Regions from separate parts of the Mus musculus genome. Here all the other regions are linked to region 1. The links are chromatin contacts, called in public Hi-C maps. All regions are on one chromosome and are shown on one strand. The core of a region is the stretch at or near the end of the contact, and the rest is flanking DNA. Distances in the headings are between cores, read along the strand shown.

Evidence for each region. A called contact is a pair of places that touch in the nucleus more often than the background predicts.
Region 2: a contact with region 1 is called in a Hi-C map of cortical neurons, with 2.8 times the contacts expected there. The contact joins two enhancer-like sites. A contact is called at or near these places in 2 of 39 promoter capture datasets (cranial neural crest and hippocampal neurons) and 3 of 484 Hi-C or Micro-C datasets (cerebral cortex and cortical neurons).
Region 3: a Hi-C map of cerebral cortex shows a contact between it and region 1, with 2.4 times the contacts expected there. The contact joins two enhancer-like sites. A contact is called at or near these places in 2 of 39 promoter capture datasets (hippocampal neurons and second pharyngeal arch cranial neural crest) and 2 of 484 Hi-C or Micro-C datasets (cerebral cortex and cortical neurons).
Region 4: a contact with region 1 is called in a Hi-C map of cerebral cortex, with 2.8 times the contacts expected there. The contact joins two enhancer-like sites. A contact is called at or near these places in 2 of 484 Hi-C or Micro-C datasets (cerebral cortex and cortical neurons).

What each region holds. Positions count from the first base shown.
Region 1 is chr12:88,577,189-88,582,723 of GRCm38.p6, forward strand. No RefSeq gene overlaps it. Among named protein-coding and RNA genes, the nearest start is that of 4930473H19Rik, 140 kb to the left of the region's middle. Within about 2 kb of position 2,998, at least 21 of the 459 cell types and tissues checked have an H3K27ac peak or open chromatin away from gene starts, as enhancers often do. A contact at or near this core is called in cerebral cortex and cortical neurons, where this site is marked.
Region 2 is chr12:89,381,273-89,386,807 of GRCm38.p6, forward strand. The region is part of intron 9 of Nrxn3 (neurexin III); the gene reads left to right. Among named protein-coding and RNA genes, the nearest start is that of Gm40537, 410 kb to the left of the region's middle. Within about 2 kb of position 2,184, at least 8 of the 459 cell types and tissues checked have an H3K27ac peak or open chromatin away from gene starts, as enhancers often do. A contact at or near this core is called in cortical neurons, where this site is marked.
Region 3 is chr12:89,126,201-89,131,735 of GRCm38.p6, forward strand. The region is part of intron 3 of Nrxn3 (neurexin III); the gene reads left to right. Among named protein-coding and RNA genes, the nearest start is that of Gm40537, 160 kb to the left of the region's middle. Within about 2 kb of position 3,136, at least 41 of the 459 cell types and tissues checked have an H3K27ac peak or open chromatin away from gene starts, as enhancers often do. A contact at or near this core is called in cerebral cortex and cortical neurons, where this site is marked.
Region 4 is chr12:89,103,224-89,108,758 of GRCm38.p6, forward strand. The region is part of intron 3 of Nrxn3 (neurexin III); the gene reads left to right. Among named protein-coding and RNA genes, the nearest start is that of Gm40537, 130 kb to the left of the region's middle. Within about 2 kb of position 3,383, at least 31 of the 459 cell types and tissues checked have an H3K27ac peak or open chromatin away from gene starts, as enhancers often do. A contact at or near this core is called in cerebral cortex and cortical neurons, where this site is marked.

The sequences.
Region 1 (5,535 bases), core at 1,748-4,247:
ACCCGTAAGGAAAACCAAGTGTTGAGCCATCAAGACAGCTCGGTGTGTAAAGGTACTTGCTTATTGCTAAGGTGGAGAACCTGAGTCCTACACACACACACACACACACACACACACACACACAGAATAATCAAGTGTTGTGTTATTCTGGAGAATGGATTATGGTGGACCACTAATGCTCTTGTCTATAAAATATGAAATGAAGCTGGATGTATGTGTATGTGGTGGCTCACTTTTGTAATGCCAGCACTAGGCAGGAGGAGGCAGGAGCATTACCACTAATCGGAATGGTACAGAGACCCTGTTTCATTGTCCCCGCTACCAAAAAGTGTCAAAGACATTTCTGAAGCTCTTGATTGCTTCCACACAAGGGCATATGACAGTCTTTATTCTTAGAAATAGACTTGGACCAATGGGTTTGGATTCCAAGACTAAAAACCATAGTCTGGAAAACTTTTTCACCTAAGAGAAGAACCATTCCAGGATACTCAACATTTGATGCTGACACCCTTGTTTCCAAAGTACTCCCCAAACTTTTATTTTTAACATCAACTTAACTTATTGCATGATAATTACTTCTGAATCTAGATGTGTCTGCCTCCCCAATTATACTGTGCTCCACTGGGGCGGGGACTCTGTTCTGTGTCTGACTCATGGTAGGTACTCAGTAAACACTGGCTGAATGCTGTGTAGGGAATTGTCATCTAGAAGAGTTGATTTGTGGGCTGATCTTGACACCCACTCCTATTCCCCACCTCCGATTCCAAACTGCCCTGAACTCTGACCTTTTCTTGTGAATTAATCAGTTATGCAGGAGAGAGAAGCTGACTAACAGTGGAGCTGTGAACAGCCAGGACCATTGTGCCTGCTATACTTGCTCTCAGTGGCAGCCATACAGTCCTTTCATGTGTCAAGAAATAGTTCTACCTCATGGAGGTCATTAAGCACTGTGGTGGCCAGGTGCTAAAAACACAGTATGGGAATGGAGTAGCAACCAACTTTGGAAACCCCATCGCTGTCACATCACTTCCTCAGATGGAGGATTGAGAGGTCCACCAAGGACTCCTGGGAAGATGGTGACATCAGGCACACTGGCCTTCTTTCCTCAGGACCCAAGAAGAATCAGGAACTTCAGTTCTCCCCCGGTGCTCCCAGTAAGTAGTACTGGGTACTGGGTAGCGGAAATCTCCCTCCCTTGGGAGTTAAGAGGCCTGTGATCTGACTGTTGTGTGGTATGGGACACAAGGCCATTCGATCTGTTTCCCTTGACAGATTTGGAGTGGATCAGTTGTTTTCTAATCTTTAATAGAAGGGCCTCTTTCATTTCTTTTAACATTTTTATTATTTTTAAAACAAACATTTAGGCAGGACCCAGTAAAGGCCATTGATGGTATCTTGGCATGTATGTAGGATGTCTGCTCACTTGCTTTGCCCCATCTCCTTCCCCAGAAGCTCCTCCCACTTTGGAGACAGAGTCTTGGTCTTACTATACAAACAGTCCTAGAGGAACTCACTCAGTAGAATAGGTTTGCCTTGAACTCACAGAGATCTGCCTGCCTCTGCCTTCCAAGCTCTAGGATTCCAGGTGAGCATCATCACACCTGTCTTCCAGCGGGGTGGGGGGTGGGGTCCTTCAGGAAGTCTCAGGGTGCCTTAGAACATATTTGTGAAGTCCTGGACCAGGTGGTTTTCAAGGGTCTAGAAGATGGGATTGAGCGAGAGGTGAAAGACTCACCACTCCTGTCTTACTGAGCATCTTCTGCCTTATTGCCCTGTGTTCAAATCTCTATCTCTTTTCTCATTCAACCCAAACCAGTATGTCTGATCAGGAGTTCTAGATGAGTCAAAGATCTCACAAATCCCTGGGGAGATCAAGGCAGCAGGATACCTACCAGTATTGCTGCAGCATGGGCTCTTTCCATGATACTTGTTTCAGGCTCCTGTAAAATTCCTAACCCACTGAACTGATGTACCTATAACCAAGGACATATGAATAGAAGAAAAAGTTATGCATTTTTTATGTAAGCTTTCCATAATACAGAAGCATTCAGAAATGGAGGTCTAAGGATACTGTATTTTTACGAATAGCCATTGGCCTCAAGATGAGAGGACAAAAGGGTAGGATGGAGTGGTGATCAAGCTCAGGGCACTGAGGTGGGCCTGTTCAGCAGCTGGTTTTTGTTGTTGTTGTTGTTTTTGTTTTTCTGTGTCTTAAAAGATAAGGACACTCTTTTTCTTTAGTTACAGAGAAGTCCCCCTTAGAATGGGGACCTGTTTTACAGGGGAAGGTCTGCAAGATTTCCTGGTCTGCTTTAGGGGAAGAAAGCAAATGAGCAGAATTCTGTCCAGTTTCCAGGACCTCTCTGTTCTCTTCCTTGCTTCCTTCCTGGCCTCGAGGCCTCTCTCATTCTGTAGGTAGGACTCAGGACCTCGGTTGTGCTGTAAAAAGACCTGATACCCCAACCATTTTGAGGGTGTTTCCTAAACCCCATCCCTTCCTTTGTCCTAGGAGAAGCTGGAGACGAAGTGGAAAGACCAGAGGTCCCTGGGGATGTTGTTCCCCGCGGTTCTGCCTCATATGCCTTGGCTGGTGGCAAAGCTGGGGTGCTCTGTCACCTGAACCTTCCAGACTCCCACCTGCTTCTTTCCCACCATTCCCCTTAGGCTCTTTTCTCCATACTCCTTTCCAGCCCACTCCCCAAGCCCTTCTTTTTCTCGCCCACATTTTTTTTTTTTGCTCCCTATCTTTGTCTCTCCATCCCATTCTCTATTTAAAAAAAAAAAAGAAAAAAAAAAAAACCAACAAAATCAATCCACAGAGCGATTAGATTTGCAAATGAGCGGGCAGGAAACTGAGAACAAAGGGAACCAGAGCCGAAGAAGGAGCAGGTATAATTACAGTAATTAACTCCAGCAGCAGGGACACAGCCCCTCCTTTGCCGCTGGGAGGTGTTGAGAGGCAAGCTCTGAAAGGGAGGATAAGGGGAGCTGGCTGCCAGAGAACTCAGATATCACCCCTGCCTCGTCCTAGTGGTTGAGACATTCTCACCAGGCTGGGAGGCTCCACCCAGAGCAGGTGCCCGGCTAGGATGAGGCTCCCTCTCCTGGGTCTCCACAGGAACAGAACCATGTTGGAAGTGATCCAGGTTCAGGAAGAAGATGCGATCATTTGTGGGAGGGTGGCGTGAATGTGAGGGTGTAGAGAACAAAGTCCTCACTTTCATCACTTTCATCTTTCACTTGGACATGCGGCTCTTCCCTCATCTCTAGGACAATCTGAGAGCTGGCTGTGTTTTCCCCAGAAAGAGGCCATAAAGGAGGGACATGTCTCTGACCTCACCACAGTGCTGTATCTATGTCCTCTAGTTCCAAAATATACGTGTTTGTCTCTGCACTGGCTCCCTAAAACACCTTACCTGTCTTAATTGTTCCTTGTCCTCTAAGACCACACATGACATTATGGGACCTTCTATAGATAGGCACTGTATATTTCCCGTCACAACTGAACCTGGCCCTTTTCTGCTTGCTCGAGAGGCATTTAATGAAATGTTAACTTTTAAGAGGTACTTAAAACAAATGCAGCTACTTGTGTGGAGTCTGCTTGGAAGCCCTTATCTCTTCTATGAACTTAATCTTACTCTCATGTTTGAATATGTCCCAGAGTCTGTGTGTTGGGAATTCACATGTTGATGGTATTCAGAGGTTGGGTTTGGGAAGATGTGATGGCTATTCTTGGTTGTCATCTTGACTACATCTGGAATTAACCAAACCCCAGGGGTCTGGGTACACCTGAGAAGGATTTTTGCTTAATTAAATCACTGGGAGTAGGAAGACCCAATTCTAATCCATGCATATATGTGTGCATGTAAGCATACATGTGCATAGGTACAGGTGAGCATATGTGTACATATGGAGTCCAGAGGTCAACATGAGGTCTCTTCTTCACTCACTGTATCCTATTTTGTGAGATAAGGACTCTCACTGAACCCACAGCTCATCGATTCAGGTACACTGGCTGGCCAGCAAGCCTCAGGGATCCTCCCATCTCTATCTGCTGGGATTGCAGGTATGTACTCTTCTACCAACCATTTTTGAGTTGGGTGCTGAGTACCTGGTTCAGTTCCTCGTGCTTGCATGGCCAGGACTTTATCAACTAAACCATCTTTCCAATCCTCTAATCCATTCTTTACACACACACAAAATATCATCATATCTCTTCCAGAGATTAAAGTCTTTGAACGACAACTGTGATGGTTCATGTCAGTTGTCAACTCAATGGAATTTAGAATCACTATGTGTTTGTGTTGGGGGGGGGGGCACAGTGACTGTAGGCATTGTCTGTGAACATTTCCTAGAGTGAGGTTGTAAGACCCAGCCTGTCAGTAAGTTATGCTACGGTCTCGGGTACCAAACTGAATATAGGGGAGATAGATACCAAACCCCAATATCCATTGCTCTCTGCTTCTTGATTGAATATGCAATCTGACCAGCTGCCTCAAGCTCTGATTTCTATGACTTCCTCATCATGATGAAACTGAGAACTGTACCCTTGAACTGTGAACCAAAGCAAGCTTCCTGTCAGGCATTTGGTCACAGCACTGAGAAATGAAACTGATACAGCAACCCGCTGTGAGCAGACTGTGAATTACATTGTTAGGCACTACCTAGGAGATAGTACATGATCTTCTCATTTTTCCTTTGCTCACCGGTCACTGTTCTCCTTGGAACACACCATGCTTCCTCATGTCTTTGCACAGCACACATTTTTCTCCCTCTCACCATTCATCAAACCTGCTTGGGCATCACTTCCTTACATTATTGTATACGTAGTCAGTTCCTTCCCTAAATGATCTCTGGGAATATCTCTATTTTAGCGGATGCCACTTTGCATGGTTGTCTCCTTTGCTAGGTTATAAGCTTCTTGAAGGCAAGGACCTCATGTTTGAATGCCCAGTTCTTGGTATGGTTTCTGATGTTCTTTCTGCGTTCTGCATGTACTGAATAAATTGGATATTGATAAGTGCTACTGAATTCTCCAGGCCTCTTCTGCTTACAAGTGATACTGAGTAGACACTGGCTATAGACATCTAAATGACATCATCATCAGGACCACACATTTCTTTTTTGGCTTGTTTGTTTGCACTTTTTTTTTTTTTAAATTTGAGACAGGATTACTCTGTGTAACAGCCCAGGCTGTCTTGGAACTTGCTCTGTAGACCAGGCTGGCCTCAAATTCACAGAGATCCACCTGCCTCTGCATCCTGAGTGCTGGGATTAAAGGCCTGTACAACCACACCCAGCTAGGACCATGCCTCTTTTAAGTTTGTTTCCATCGTTCTTGGCTTTCATCTTCAGATAGGATCTCCAACTATCAGTGGCTCCAGTCCACTCACTCAAAAAATTTAGTAAAAAGAAGAATTTGAGCTAGAGAAAGTATCCAAGGAGCTAAAGAGATCTGCAACTCTGTAGGTGCAACATTATGAACTAACCAGTACCCCGGAGCTCTTGACTCTAGCTGCATATGTATCAAAAGAT
Region 2 (5,535 bases), core at 934-3,433, 800 kb after region 1:
ATTTTTAAAGTCCTAAATTCAAAATCTTTTCTGAGATTCTTGTAATTTTTAAAATATGATCCCCTATAAAATCAAAATAAAAAAGCAGATCACATAGTATTAACATCACAGGATATATATCACATTCCAAAATGTCATAGTAAGGAAATATTGGACCAAAGAAAAACCAAAATCCAGCTGGGCAAGCTCAAAACTCCATCTCCATGTCTGATGACCAACTCCTTTCAGCTTTGTTGACTACAACACAATTCTTTCTCTTGGCCTTGTTCCACTCCTTGTTACTGGCTTTTCTTAGGATGTATCCCACAACTCTGACATCTGTAACATTTTTGGGATTTCCAAGGGAACTTTAACTTCATAGAATCTTGTTCCATTGTCTGATCCATACATGATCTTCTGAGCTCCTCTAAAGAGCTTGGATGACTTCTCCAGCTCACCCTCTGTAGAACTCTAGGCTCTAACTTCACTACTATTGCTGTTCTTGGTGATCATTCCACAGTACTGGCATCACCAATTTTCTGGAGTCTTTCACTTCAACTAGCCTTCATCAATAGCCTCTCATAGGCTCTCTTCATGGTGCCAAGCCTCAAATTCTTTGCATGGCCCCTTCATTCCTTGGCCACCAACTGCAACTGAGGCTGGACCTTCACCAGTGTCCTCTTACAGTGCCAAGTCTCAGCTGCTCTTGATGACCCCCTCATGCCTTCTAAAGAAGAACCACCTGGGTAATTCTTAAAGATTACCCGCTGCTAGCATGAAGCCTATCTCTAGAACACAGCTTCATTTTGCTCTCAGAAAACACTTCTGAGAAGATTTAACCTCAATGATGCTGATCTCTTCTTAATCACGGATAATTTCTTAGCTCCAGCTAACCAGCATTAATTGTCCCAGTAACCCCTTCTATTTTTGATTCTAAAGCCAGAACCACATGGCCATAGCTGCCAAGTTCTGCTGCTTGCTGGAGCTGGAACATAGCCTCTTCATTCTATTAAATCTCATGAGTATTATTATTATTATTATTGTTATTGTTATTATTATTGTTATTCCCTTCATTGCCTAAACTTGGCTCTCTTGGAGCTTGCTCTGTAGACTAGGCTGACCTTGAAATCCAAGATCTGCATGCTCTGTCTCCTGAGTGCTGGCATTAAAGACCTATATCACCATGCCTGAACCCAAGCTCTTCTTTACTGGAAACTTGCTCTATAACAGGCTCGCCTTGAACTCAGAGGTCTGCTTACCTCTGTCTCCTGGAATTAAAGGCATGTGCCACCATGTTGGAACCTAAGATTTTCTTTAATTCCTTTTAACAGGATCTATACCTGTTCTGGATTGCCATTATTCCAGATATAGTCAAGTTGACAAGTGAGAATAGCTATTGCAATCGATCCCTTCTCATTTTGACACACAGTCATATCTCTTTATGTCTCAATGAAGACAATAACCAGGTGATAATAATGGCAAACATGATATAACTCTCTATGGTACAACTGCAAATGCATAAACAATAAGCTTAGTTGTGTGGCATCTTGCCCTGAGGACACCACTCCCTTAATTCCATTTAATTTCCTTGAACACAAGAATTAACTCCATTCTACTTCCCAGTGCCACTTTAATACTTGAAACATATATTTTGTTTCTTTGCCTTCATTTTCAATATGTCTGAGTTAGTGCATTGTGCTGGGACTGACAATGTGCACTTTAACAACCATGTTCTACTACTGTGGACAGTTTGCAGATAGGCTGCTTAATAATAATAATAACTTTGCTGCAACTGAATGCTGCAATTTAGAGCTCCTGGGAAGGGAAAATGGTGGGCAAATTAAATCATCTATGTCTTCTGGGCTCTATCTTGAATTTTTTCACAACTTTCTATTTTTGGTTTCATTCCACTGCACAATTAGTGCCTTTTATGTAGGGTACATATTGAGGTATGTGTGGTTTACATTGGTGGGAAGGAAAGGTTTCCACATCAGAGTTAGGCAGGGAATATTAAGTAGACTCAAACTGGGGAAGGTTTGTGGTTGGCTCCTGCAGTGTGTGGGAGTTAACACCTTCTCTGCTGCAATTCAGGATCCAACTAAAATCCGAATACCCTTCTTTTGCACTGAACATTGGAGGGTCCACAAAATAGCAGAGCACCTAAGGCTCTGTCTCGGAAGTCTGATTTCATTAAGGCTAGGCTAAGACTTACTCCTTAACTTGTATCGCCACCTACTGTCCACCTGTGTAAGAGACTTGCTTGTTTTACACAGAATTCCATCTCTAGCCTTAATGCTCAAATTTTTCTTTCTAGAAAATCACCTTTAAGTTCAAAATAGCAGCCAGCTTCCTACTAATATTAAAACTTTTCATGTATGATATCTTTATTTATTTACTTGAAAATACTTATTCAGGCCAGAGAGATGGCTCAGCAGTTAGGAGCAAGGTACTGCTCCTGTACAGGACTTGAGTTTGGTTCCCAGCATTCTTGTCAAGGGACTCACACAGCCTGTAACTTCAGATTTTATCTGGCCTTCTCAGGCACTGCAATTCTGTGCACATATCACACACATGCACACTACACACAGACACACATAAAATTAAGACTACATTTGAAACCGTAAAGACATTATTCCCTTAAGCACTTCACATTGTATCCAGCTATGGATAATGGTCTCTTCGATCCTTCCCAGTGTTCAAGTGGAAATACTTCCCAATCCAATTCCTATCCTTTTCTATTACAGAATGCTTCTTACTTGAGAAGAGTGAGGAATACTGTCCTATAACATTGTTCCTGATTCCTTTTAGAAAGGGGAAGTGTATTTTGAGAAAACCTGTTTCCTCTCAATGTCAGCCATGCTATCTTCAGAACTAGAGATGGAACTCTCCCTTTAGATTGACCATTTCCAAGTTGATTCTTAATTTGGTCATGTGTGAAAATATGCCAGTTATTTGAGCTCCCAGCTTTCATGAAGACCCACTTTTTCAAAGTAGATCGCAAAATAGCAGTATTCAAGAAAACCAATATTTAAATAGCAAAGTCTTGCTTTATGATTTCAGATCTGTGTTATATTGGACAGCATGTTTTCCAGTTGTTTGCTAAGGTCCCAAGGATGGGGATGTATGTAAGGAGACCAAGATGGCTAAACATAGTTTACCTGAGCAGTAATAGATAAAGAAATATAGATAGATGTGAGTAACACAATTCCTTCTTGGTATTAGGCATCAGATGCAGTATTCACCATGGGAAGAAAAGAAAAGCAAAACTTCTGTGTCTTTTTGTTCATCCCTTTGTCTCCACTGCTCAGATGATATCCTGGAGTTTTGGAGTCAAGTCTAACTTGCTTAACTTTCTTAAATTTCCTTCCATTGACCAAGACTTAAAGTATCTCTCTATTTAGAAATCCTCCAGAAAACCTGTTCTAAATCACACTATGACTTCAGGTTAACAGCCTCTGTGGAAAATATTAATTTATTCTTACAACTTTGTGCAGACTTCCTCGATGTCTGGAGACTATTGATGCATAGACATTCCTGGAAATGTGCCTGTCATATAGAATTGAAATCAGGCATGTTAAGCTATTACACTAACAGCAGCTGACATATATTAAGAACTTGTTGCTATCTGCCAAGTGTCCAATGTTACATGGATTATTTAATTTAGAATAACATTGAGAAATTGGTAGTGTTCTTTCTACTTTACAGATTGGAAAGTCAAGGCATATACTGCTCAACTAGCTTAATGTTAGGGACACTTTAGGAACTGGTAGAAAGTGGACTAGCATCCGGAGCCAGCCTTATTGCCAAGTTCATGATCATTAAATGCAAAACCCCAAACTTGTCCCATGTTAAATCCTTCTAAATTGTCATTTTACACTTACTCCTGCAGGGAGAAACGGACATTGTTCTTGGGTCTTCTTTTATGAGTGTAGCTAGATGGTTTTGGTTCAAGATTCCAGTCTTGATTCAGAAACTTTTATATTTTGTTAGAGAAAACTGAACTATTATGGCCAGAATGAGCCCAGAGGGTTCTCTGCAGTGAAGGCCTGGTAATGCTCTGTAACACAGCTGCATGGCTCCAGCTATGGGTTACTCTGGACAGCATAAGTATATTAATTAATTTTCCAATTGCTGCAACAAACTATCTTGAAAAAAAGCCAATTAAAGATGAGTTCATTTTGGTTTGTAGTTCTGGGTAAAACTGTAGCTCAACATAGTGGAGTAGGAATAGAGGTAGGAGCTTGAAGCATCTAGTCATGCTATCAGGATATGGATCTAATGCTAAACTTGTTGTTTATTTATTTATTTTAGTATAGAATAGCATTTATTCAGGGAATGGGGAGGGGAATTGAGAGGGTAGTACAGACAGAGAAATGGAGAGAGAGAGAGAGAGGGGGGAGGGGGAGGGAGGGAGGGAGGGAGAGAGAGAGAGAGAGAGAGAGAGAGAGAGAGAGAGAGAGAGAGAGAGAGAGAGAGAGAGAGAGAGAGAGAGAGAGAGAGAGAGAGAGAGAGAGAAGAGGCTTGCTATGAGCACATAGAGGGAGAGGAGGGAGGGTCAGGGGGGGCAAGAGGACAGACCAGGAGCATGAAGGCAAGAGCTTATTTATTTATTTAACTTTTATGTGTATTGGTATTTTGCCTGCATGTATGTTTGTATGATGATGTAAGATCTTGGCAGTGCAAACAAAACAGTTATGAGCTGCCTTATATGTGCTTGGAATGGAACCTTGGTCTTCTGGAAGGGCAGTCAGTGTTTTTACTCTCTGAGCCATCTCTTCAGCCCCCATTAGCTTGCTATTCTTGTTCCATTCAGGCCAGGTTACCAGCCCAAAGAATAGCACTGCCCTCCATTAGGATCATTCTATCTTGATAGACCAAATCCTGACAGCCCCTCACAGGTCTGCTTCTCTATAGTGGATTCTAGATCCTCTGAAGTTGACACTAAGTAGTAAGAAATCTGCTTTGCATGGATATGAAGGCTCCAGTCTCCTGAGCCACCTTTCTCTCCTCCCGACTGCTCTTCTTTCCTAGATCCTTTCCTCCTTTGCATCCTTCCTTTCTACTTTTACATTTCTCCTTTCTTTCATTCTGAGTATGAAACCCAGGGCCTTATACATGCAAAACACACCAAACTGTCATACAGTTCTATCTAGGATATTCTACATAGCTTTACCTCAATTCATTAAGATCCAGATCTTTGCAGTAAAGGACATGGCAAATTAAAAGAAAGTCTTCATTCCATGCTCTATTGGCCCAGCCCAAAGCCATTGCTTCATGTAATTAGGGCCTGGAAACCTTAGCTATCATTGCCTCAGAAAATGAGGGAAAAAAATTACCCAAGCATTGGTGTTCTTTTTTGAGAAAAAGAAATTTTCCCAGATCTTTGGCCCAGCACTCAGAATGGAAAACCTGTGTTTGTTTGTTTGTTTGCTTGTTTATTTTAATAGTCTCTTAACCTAGTTCTCAGATCTGACTAATCTGAACAAATACATGAAGGTGTCTGAGACAGAAAGTTTTATAATCCTAAACTATAAATAAGTCTGGAAACTTCCCAAA
Region 3 (5,535 bases), core at 1,886-4,385, 550 kb after region 1:
ATAAGAGCCACACTTGTCTGTGGGTATAAAAATAAGTATTAAGAATATAGTTCAAAGTGGGATGATGGTAGTACATGGCTTTAATCCCAGCACTTGGGAGGCAGAGGTAGGTGGAATTCCAGGCCAACCTGATCTACAAAATGAGGTCCAGGACATCCAGGACTACATAGAGAGACCCTGTCTCAAAAAACATAGCTAGAGATCGTATTGGTTTGGGCAAGTGGCCATAGTAGGTTCTTCTCTAGTTTCCATGGGCTTACCAGCCACAGATATTTGGCTAGGCATACAGTAACTACCAGCTATACAGTTCATTCCTACTGAATGGACCTTAAAAGCAGTTAGACAAATGTCAGGTCATTGCTGTGGCTCATAAAGAGCTGGGTAGGACTGTTGACTACTTTTCTCCCTTGGCAGTTTGCATTGTACCTTCTCATATTAGGGAAGCTAGTTTTCAGGAAGGAGCCTTCTGGGTCAGATTTGGCTCTATTCTTCCAAGTCATGAGTTTGAACTTTAATCATTTCTTCCTTTAAGACAAAACCTTCAAGTGATAAGAAGAGAAAAGCCCAGTTGCTTGCAAGAACTATGGCCCCATTGCTCTCAGAACAGATTAATGAACAGGTTGGGAACAGAGGATAAGCCTGTTTAGTGAAGGATCTGATCCTATAGTTCTGGACTCTTGGAATCTAGACTAGATTTCTAATATGTTTCTCAGTGATGTCCCTGTTCTTGTGTCTGTGGGCCATATTATGAGTTGCATGGAATAGTAGAGACCAGAGAAAGCAAACATAGACCTGAGTTCCAACTTCGGTTCATTTCCTGTGCCAAGAATAGGTTACTTCCTGAATTTCCTTAATGGTAGCTGAAGGAGAAATGGACCAGGAAGGCCCGGTCCAGTTGTATAACACAGTTGCTGAGAGGATTTAGATCTTTGTATTGGTTTTATCTGCATTGTTTATTATCCTGGACTTCTGTGTAGAGGTCTTGACACATGGATGTTTGCTTAGGTCATTGAGTATGGAGGTATGAGGATGCTCCACACAGAACCCGTAGCGAAATGGTTCTCAACCTCCCTAAGGTTGTGGCCCTTTAATACCGTACCTCATGCTGTGGCAATCCCCAGCCACAACATTATTTTGTTGCTACCTCATAACTGTAATGTTGCTACCATTGTGACTCATAATGTAAATATGTGATATGCGGAATATCTGCTATGCAACTCCCAAAGTAGTTGTGACCCACAGGCTGAGAACCACTTCTATAGAATGAATGCCAGATTCGATTTCCATGACATTTGAAGCAGAATTGAAGAAGACAAGCCAATCAGAGCCTCCTGCCTATCCCCAGTTCTCTGATGTTTCAGAAGTCGTTTTCCCTAATTCCTCTCGGAATATGTAGATTCCTACCTTTAACCTCTAGTGTTTTTCTGTCCTTCCTATCTAGGAAGACATAAGGCCTGAATATCCTAAAAAAATGCCTAGGCCACAGACCTCCAAATCCGTTTCTCGGAGACAAGATGTCCAGTTTGTTCATTACAACAATAGCTGCCAGACTTATTACAGTTATGTAATAGGTTTCTTTTTTTAACCAGGTCTTGAAAATGTGTGCATTATCCTTTAGGTAATAAATGAAATAAAATAGGCTGAAAATAAATCAGCTTTGCAAAATGGGGCTGGAGCTTTTCTAATGGCGCCATTAGAAGTCATTGTCGTTGCTCTGGAAGGAGCCTGTGGCAAGTGCCTTCTTTTTAACCCTTTCTGAGTGCTTGGCTCATTTTGCACCAGTGGCTATCGAGACTTTGGCTTGATAAAGATGAGGCCTGGACTCTGAGCATAGCATGTGTCTGACGGGAGGTGACTCAGGAAGACATTATCATGCGTTTTCTAATATGGTGGGATCACTTCTGCTTCCTGAGTTCTAATCCCACCCTGCCCCCCAACCCATTCCCATCTCAAAATGTCACTTCTCCTCCTCAGAGTCACTTTCTAACTGTCATGGTTATAATAAACAAGGACATGTCTTTCTGGCTCCGATTCATTAGCTGAGTGTTGAAAATTAAGAGGTAGTCAGGATTGTCTAAGGTAGATACCACAATCAGTTTCCTTTGTGTGCTCGAGGGCACTAGCTTTCTTTGCTTTTCTGTCCAGAAAAAGTTTTATCAGCAATTTCAACATAGAATTTTGATTGAATTGTTAATTAATCTGATCTAAGTGCAGTGGGGTCATAGTTCTTTCAAGTAAATGGGTTTTTGTTGTTATTTTTGTTTTTGTTAAGTGTATAGGATACCACACACTGGGCTCAGTGTCTGCAGAGAGGGACAGAGACTAGCCACACATAAAATACTCCTATATGTGTCATAATAATGATCGGTAGCAGGACTTTGTATGCTCTGATAAGATGTTTTTGAAGTTCTCAAAGGGGGAGAGAATGTCTGCATGGGGTGGCTGAAGTCAAATGTCATCAAGAAATAACCCTACATCTTGTTTGCATGCATTAGCATTGAACAGAGGGAGTCTTGAGTCATCTGATTTCACCCCTCATTAATATTTTCTCTCTGTGTTCCCTAGCTAGACTCTTCTCCCTGGCACATGGAAAGCTATTAACAATACACGCACGTGGCACATCTGTGGAGCCATTATTGCTGCTAGATAGCTGTGTTTGTGTAAAATATTGAACACCCTGTGACGATTTATAATGGTTTCCCACCCTGTCCACTGCCACCCCTTCCTCCATTTAAAGATATATTAACATTCCTAGTTCTACCTGGAGGGAAAACTCTCTGAAGCGAGACCCTGTAAAGATAAACTGCTCTTCTCTCAAAGTCTCTCACTAGACTGAGCAAGGATGCCTCCCAGAAGAAGGGAGCTCCCTGAAACCCATGGGAGAGGCAGCTCTGTTGGCAGATATTGGGGTCCTGGCTAACACCCACCTTTTTTTTTTAACAATGTACAGATGCTTTGGGCATGAAAGATCCTCTCAGTTGCTTAAATACTAGCTTCAGCTTTTCAAGTTTATCAGCCCAGAGGCTAGGGACTTCAATTTAGTCTTTGGAAGGGGTGGGCAGGGACTGTACAGGCTATGGGGTGAGGGCCGCTGTCTGTTCAGCACCAAGCCTCCAGGGAGGGTCCTGGCGTGAGGAGGTGTAACAGATTACTGATGTCACCAGCAGGTGCACACAGTGCTCCAACTGCGACGCAGCACTCAATTTCTTCTAAAGCTGCTGCAGTCTCTCCTTGGCCCTATTATGCTCTCTTGCTGCCCACCCACCCATGGTATCTGAGTGGGGGGGGGCAGGTGAACAGAGCACGCATTCCTGGCATGCCGGACTCCCGTGGGATGGAGAAGAGCCTTCAGGGAGAAACCACTGTTGCCTGTGGCTTTGACATCCAGCCTTTTTACTCCCACCTCTCCTGTGCCACCCACCCAGAGTGGGTTCTTGGTCACTGCAGTAGAGGCTCCAGGGACAGAGAGTGACATGAGGCAATGTCTGTGGCAGAGGGGAGCATGTGTGCTGAGGCTCGGGAGACGCTGATTGGCTGCTAGTGAGGTAATGCAGTACAGTCTAAATGTGGCCACAGCAGAGCCAGCATCCAGGGTGTGCCTCCCTACAAGCTTCAGTTGCCTGCAGATGTCTGAAGGACAAGGTCTCTGGGGGCTTCTGGAGGCACAACAGAGCTGTCTGGCTCACAGGGTCTGGTTTGTAATGACAATATCCAAGGTCTATGTTGTCAATACTGTTTCCTGTCCCTCCATCTTTTAAATGCACCACACTTCTGTCCCTTGCTCTTGAGCCTGGCTATTTTAGAGGAAGCTTAAACATATAGAATTCGGCCATAGGACCACTCACTGCCCTGGTCATGATAAGCAACAGTCTAGACAGGTGTGGAGGGCAGGTACTGTTTTCAGAGTAATGCTTTTAATGGCATACACCTCCCTAGGAGTCCTTCCAAGGACAAATTTACCTTCAAGGACAAATTTACCTTCATAGTTGGGCAAGGAGTCCATACCCAGGCTCCCCATTCCATAGTGTTTGGTGGTTTTAGCACAAAGAATTGAAGAGTCCAAAAGGGCATTGTGGGTTACACTACCCTCTCATTAGTAAGACTCTCCACAGACAGAGTTGTTTTTTCTGGATGAGTGTTCAGGGGCTTAGCTGCTTCTAGAGACCATCGTTAGTGCTGAGAGAAGAAGTTATACCAATTAAGTCAACAGTAAATGTGCACCTACTGTCTGCTAGTGCCAGAGGTCATGAGAATGAGGGCCATATTGTCAAAGAAGTCCGTTTTCCCCCCACTTATTCAACAAACAACTCATGGTTCTAGGAGGTGACTAGAGGGAGCTTTGATCCTGCTCTCCTGAGCTAGTATGTGCCGAGAAATATATACGTATGAAAATAAGAGAGCTATGCAGAAAAATGAAAGAACTGTGCAAAAGAGGGTGACTACAGGTTGATTTTCTTGGGTCAAGTGGTCAGCTTGTTAGCCAAGCCCTCCATGTGACAAATAAGATGGTCATGGGATGGTTTAGGAGAAATTGCAGCTGGCAGAGGGAGCTGTGTAAGTAAAATCCTGAGTCAGATTAAGTCTGAAACAAGAAGAGCAGTCAGCCAGAAAGCCTGGGGACAAGAGAAAGTATAGTTGGATGCTATAACCCTTGCATCTGATAGGTGAAGGTAGAAAGATCAGGACTTGAATGCTATCTCTAGACATATAACAAGTTCAAGGCTGGCCTGAGCTACATGGGATCCTGTCTCCAAAACCAACAAAAAAGAAAAAAAAAATTTTTTTTAATTGTAGAAGGAGCAACAATGGGCTCCTTGGAGAGCACTCAGTCTATTAAGCTTTAGGGCCATAAAGTTGAGAGCCCAAGGGTGAATATTCCAAGCAGCAAATGGTAATTTCTGCCCTGTCACCTAACAATAAACAAAGTCTGGTGATAGACTGGTACAATCCTTTCTACGCCAGAGGTGAGTATACTCTGCTTCCCTGGCACACACGGATTCTCCTGGTACCGAGAAGAGGCCCATCATTACGTACTAGGAAGATGGACTAAGAGGGGGCCTGAAGCAAATTCTTCAAGAAAGTTAGCATCCATGGTTTTCTGCCACAAGCCCAAATCCTTTCTTCCCAATTACTCCAGCTATGTGACCCTGAATTCTTACCTTAGCCAGATCTTTACCTTTACCATATAGTACCATGTTAGACTTGCCTTTAGGATAACCAGGATGGTAAATGATAAAATTAGCATTTGAATAATTAGGAAACTGAGGTTCTGAGAGTTAATATCTTATGATAGGCTACAAGTTTATATGATATTGTGGAGAAAAAATGAAAGACGGTCAACAATACTGGGAATGGATGCAGGGTGCACCTGAAAGCCAGCAAGTGAGAGCCAGAGATAGTGCCTAAAGAGGATGCACAGGATGGCACAGCCAATTATTTTGCCCTCAAGCTTTAGACTACTGAGCTGAGAAAACTCAGAGTTAAAGTTCTATCGTACTAACATCTTTCAGCTGCTCTCTCTTTCTTAGATCTTGG
Region 4 (5,535 bases), core at 2,133-4,632, 530 kb after region 1:
GCTGTGCTGCCTGAGGACCTGAATTCAAGACCCAGAAACAATACAAAGTGACAGGCATGATGGAGCATGCAAGTATCCCAGGACTGGAAAGTTAGGGATGGTTAGAACCGTGGGCTCACTAGCCTGCTGGTCCAGCATGATCAATGATTCCCAGGTCTCAGTGGGAGAAAATCCAAGTTATTATCTCAAAAAAACAAAGTGGATGTTTCCTGAAGAATAACCTTAGAGGTTGACCTCTGGCCTTTATATGCATATTCATAAGCACATACCCATTCATAAAATAATATACAAATTTATATGCAAACATACAAATTCATATGCAAACACACATGGAAAGGTATATAAAGTACATGAACACATACACACACAGAGTTTTGTTTGTTTTTTAACAACAAGGATGGATTATCTAGGCCCATCCCTTGAGAAGTAACTATATCCCAGTTAATGCTAGTTATTAAGCCTAGTTAATGTGCTTTAATCTCTTACCATGTTTCCTCTACAGTAGCATAAAATGGAACTTACTAAGATACACTGACAGATATTTTCCTTCCCTTTCCTGTCCAGCCCATCTGACTTCACAGAATTATTGCCATATCCAGCAATAAGACCCCAGAATTTTGTGAAGAATACATAAGAGCAAAGAGAACTAGAGTGAGTGCCTTCTCTTTCATCTGCCCTTTGGTGTTCTCAGTCCCAACAGAGAGACTGTTAACAGAGTTGGGTAGCTGTAGGTCCTAGGCTGTGGACAGGTGCTAATACTGAGTGAGAGTGGCCATAGGCCTGTGTGTCTGACCTATGTGGGCCAGGGCTCAGGAGCTGAGAGGAGGAAGCTGAGCTGCAGGGCATTTCCATCTGTGAAAATGACTTTTACCTTTGAGGCAGCAGCCGCGACAGCAATATTTCATGTCCTCCATGGTGTCTCCTACCTTTAAATGTCAGTCTTCGAAGGCACCTTATCTCCTGTAGCACACTTCAATTAGGTATTCCAAATCACGCTTCTTTCTTTTGGGACAAATATGCCAGAGGTGATATTTACTATTCCAGTAGCATTTTTAATGCTCATGGGAGAAAAAGACCTTGTGAACATCAGCTCCCTTCTTCTAATAAGACCCATGGATGAGGACATCCAGTCTGGCTTTGAGGACAGTAACTGGATGACTTAAGTGGCTAACCTCGGTCTCTACCCCTTCTGCTTGCCCTACTCTGGTGCTTGCCTGCTAGGGACAGTTGTGACATTTGTCAAAAGCAGACTCCATGTCTTCATTTGGAGGTTCCTGACTGACTTCCAGAAAGTCTACTCTTGTCTCCAGACACTGGGTCTCTTATTCCACTCAATACCTGGTTCTCTCTCTGGTTTGAAGAATGTGTTTATTTTTCTCCCCACTTATTGTATATAGCTCTCCTTATTTTCCCCCATGGGCACATCTTAGGCTTTTTATGGTGCACCACCACCTCTCTAGGAGACAGCTGGTTGAGAAATTCATGAAGTGATTGGTTCTTCCTTGTGGTTGAGTTCTAGTTGCTTTGCCTGGTTTTGGGGGTCCTTCAATCTACAGTGCATTCCTTAGTTCCCCTCCTATTGTCCTCATTCAATGGAGTGTAGTCTTCAGTGTAGATTTTGTGCACTTCTCTGACTAAATAATGCATGGGCCTACCATTGTACTTGGCATATATGGATGGTGGGAGGAGCCAGTCTCTGCCAACATCTGTATTTAGAATCTTTCTACTGGATCTCTTTTCCAGAATTCCCATTACATCCCAATTCTTTATTAGCCTTCTCTGATCAACCTAATATTTGGTATTTCCTCTTGCCGGAGTTCTAAGATACTTATTAACAGTACTCATTTAGTGTTTGATATATGTTGTCTTATATTGTTTTGTATGTTTTATTCTAGACAGATTGTATGAACCTGTCTAGTACAAGTGATATCTTGTGTTCATTTCATCTACCCTCCAATTCTAAGATGACCCTTTGAACATAGCAGAGTCTCAGTTAACATTCAGTGATCAAGTAGAACACTAAGGAGCATGCCTTGTGTTGCTATTCTGCTCAGTTCAGATATCATCTTGAATAAAGTTATTTTCAATTTTCCTATAGAATTTCTTGGAACTGTAGGCTTTCCCCCTGGCTTGCCCCTAAAACTGATCACTTGAGAAGAGCTTTTTCCTAGTGTGAAAGAGTTTTGAAAGCATCTAAGCATTGCCTCAGGTAGTGCTTGGACAATCAAAATCTTTTAGTGATCAGCGTGAAGGGATTTAGACTGTCAGGTTGCATTCTAAAGTGGTAGCATAGAGCTGTTGAAACTACCACAAAACTACCAGTTTTGTCACTACTATCCATTTGTGATAATCTCTGTGCCTTGGTTTCTTTGTCTGCAAAATGGGTCTAATAATGACTATCTTATGGAGTCATGATGATGTTCTGCTGTGATACAAAATGTGAGAGGACAGATATTATAAAACACTATGTACATGCCAATAATGAAGTTTCCAGCAACTCTGGGCATGATGGTGGTGGGCGATTGGTTCTCTCCATGAGGTATAAACAGAACTCTGGGCATCCTGGTAAACTCACTGAGAAATCAGGGATTTGCCATGGCCTCAACTGTGACCTACAGATAGAAGAAAACTGGAAAGGAAAAAAAAATATAGACCAGTGAGTTCAGCATCAGTAATTAAGTCAAGTAAAATGGGCTGTGGGATGCATGACAAACATTAGACCCTGGGTATGCATTTCAGCAGATCCTATTGCGTCAACATCCAGAACACCATCTACTCACCTATAACTCTCTTCTATGTAGTTCTTTTCTGTTTCTTGCTTGATTGCTTTCATTTGTCTAAAGCAATCTTGGCATCCTGTGCTAAGCCTGCTGACCCCAAAAGGACACTCTGAAAGCCTGATTTTCTGACTGGTGTGATGTTGCTGCTGGTTTTGGCTGATGCCCAGGATAAGATATGTAGTGGCTATCCATTCACTGAGTGGACCCTCCTCAGCCCCATCTTTGCATAAAGAGCTGGGCAGATTGACGGAGGGAGCAGAGCTAGGTTGGATCTTTTCTGGTCTTTCTCTTTTTCTTCCAGTTTTCCATGTGGCGTCAGCAGCTGAGTAAGGGAAAGCTAAGAGGTTTAAATGTGCTTTTGCTCCACGGGTCAGATTAATAACCCAAAGCCTTTCACACTGGCAGATCAGGGTGAGGCAGTCCAGCCAGAAAGTACTAGGTTATGGGGGCAGTGGCTGGAAAGCCAGATCGTACCAGAGGTGACAGCTGACAACAAATGATGAAGTGGCAAACCCGGTCTGCTGCCTCCCAGCCCCCACCCTCCTGCCTTCTGCCTCTGTCCTCTCATTCTGAGATGGCTGCACCGTGCTCCAGCCTCTGGCGGCTGCTGCCCTCTGCTGGGAAGAAAGCTTCACTTGGTGCGAACATGTGGAGCGCTGTACATCCTAGGAAACCAACCTTAGGGCACAAAGCCATGCACTGCTGAAAATATAGGAATCATTCAAGGGGAGAAGGCAGAGGTTCCACAAGCCCCTTGTATCAAAGTGGTCGCAACTTGTCACAGATCTTTGGAATGTAGCTGTTATGGATTCATTGCTTGGATCCTTCAATTTTCTGTCTGAGTGGAATGTCCCTGGGGAATGTGATTTGGTCTTCTTCCTTAACTGGCTTGGGCATTGTATCTTGCGACCCTCCATTGAGGACCCTTAAACATCACTGTTGGTTTTGTTAAATGAGTCACTTAGGCATAACCTTTTCTTGAGAGAAACTGACAGAGGGAAATGGAATCTTGAGGAGGCAGTAGGGTGGTGGGGTTGGACAGTCTTATGGTTCAGAGGACCCTGCAGAGAGTGGGTTTCTCAGTGGTCAAGGGGGGAGCAGGACAAGGGCCAGATGAAGGAAGCAGGACTAACAGTGTAGGTAATGAACTACCTTACTAGTTCACAGCTTTCCCAAGAGTTGTTTATGCAAATTAGATCGTGCTCAGCTGACCTCAGGAGGGTCCCTGTCTTCAGCATGACAGCAAGGTGACCTTGGTCATTGCTGTTTCTTCATACTAGCATATAGCACAGCCAGACAGGATCTATGACCTCAGTGACCACACAGCAATTCTACTTGAGGGATTTATTTTCATTCCGTTGGTTTCTGCCAAGTCTGTGTTAGAGCAAATGGGGCTCTCCCAGCCAGCAAGTGTCTCCTCGTGATGTGTGTAAACAGTACTGGTCAGGAAATAGGTTTCCTGTTCTTAATGGGCTTGTTCAACCTCGTATTGAGTGGGGCACAAATAGCTTTATTATGAATAATAGTAATGGTAGCAAGCATCGTTGCTATTCATAGTAGGAACATTATGTTGTCAGTTCTGACTGGTCTTTCTTCTGTTAGCTTTATTAGCTTGGAGGCCCTTTGGCTCAGGAATGAGTATAGAATAATACTAGGACCAGTAGTTAGGGAAGGTGTTCCAGGTTATCTTTGTATAACCTGCAGAATACCCATTCCGAGCCTCTCTCCACTCTTACAGTATTTTCCTCCTGCATCCCTCCCACAATTCTCTCAAGGCTTACTCTCCTGCATCCCTTCCATCATCCTCTCAAGGTTCCTCCTCCTGTGTCCCTCCCACCATCCTCAAGGTTCCTTTTGTATCCCTTTCTTCTGGGTTTTAAACTATCCTCCTATCTTATAAGAAAGAAGGACTAACATTTTGTTCTTTTTATTTTAATTAAGCCCGAAAGCCATAGACAAGGTTCTGAGGTGAAATTCTGGTGTGAGGTGGAGACTGTAGAGAGAGTAAGGGAAGCTGGATCATGCATAGAAGTGGGGCTTGTAGTTTTATTTCTAGGACCTTTATGTCACCTAAACTTCAACATGGTGATACCTGATCACTGATGAGATGGCTTGGGATATGGAGGGGTGATTGGGTAACAAGGGTAGATAACTCAGGATTATGAAAAGGCTTAGCTTGTTCCTTCTCCTTTATGAGATCCCAGCAACCAGGTAGCGTCTGTAAACCATGAAGTCTGTCCAAAGATGATACTGAATCTGCTGGCATGCTAAGACTGTGTTAAGGCTGAGGAACAGAAGGGAGTGTTTCTAACTATGCTAGTCATTTTTCGAGATACTGTGAGACTAAGAGGAACTTACACTTGGAATGATTACATTTACAATTAAAAAAAAAAACGTTTCTCAGCAATGCAGCACTCTTTCTGGGTTTGTGGAGCTTACTTAGGTGAGCCTCACAGCGAAAGACTTTCATTCTGTAACTGAACCCCAAAGCCTAGTTTTACATGGACCCAGAACCACTTGAGGCAGTTTTGGTACATGGAAAGGATGAATTTACTCTGGTGATTAGGGGCATGGGCACCGCCATTCTGGAGTTCAGCAAGAGAAACCATATCATGTTCATCTAATATCTCTATCCTTATTCCTTATCCCCTGTTTACCATGCTGATCTCTCTCTCTCTCTCTCTCTATGTCTGTCTCTCTGTCTCTGTTTCTCTCATTGAGAAACATGGGAGGGGTGTTTGGGATGGTGTCCTAT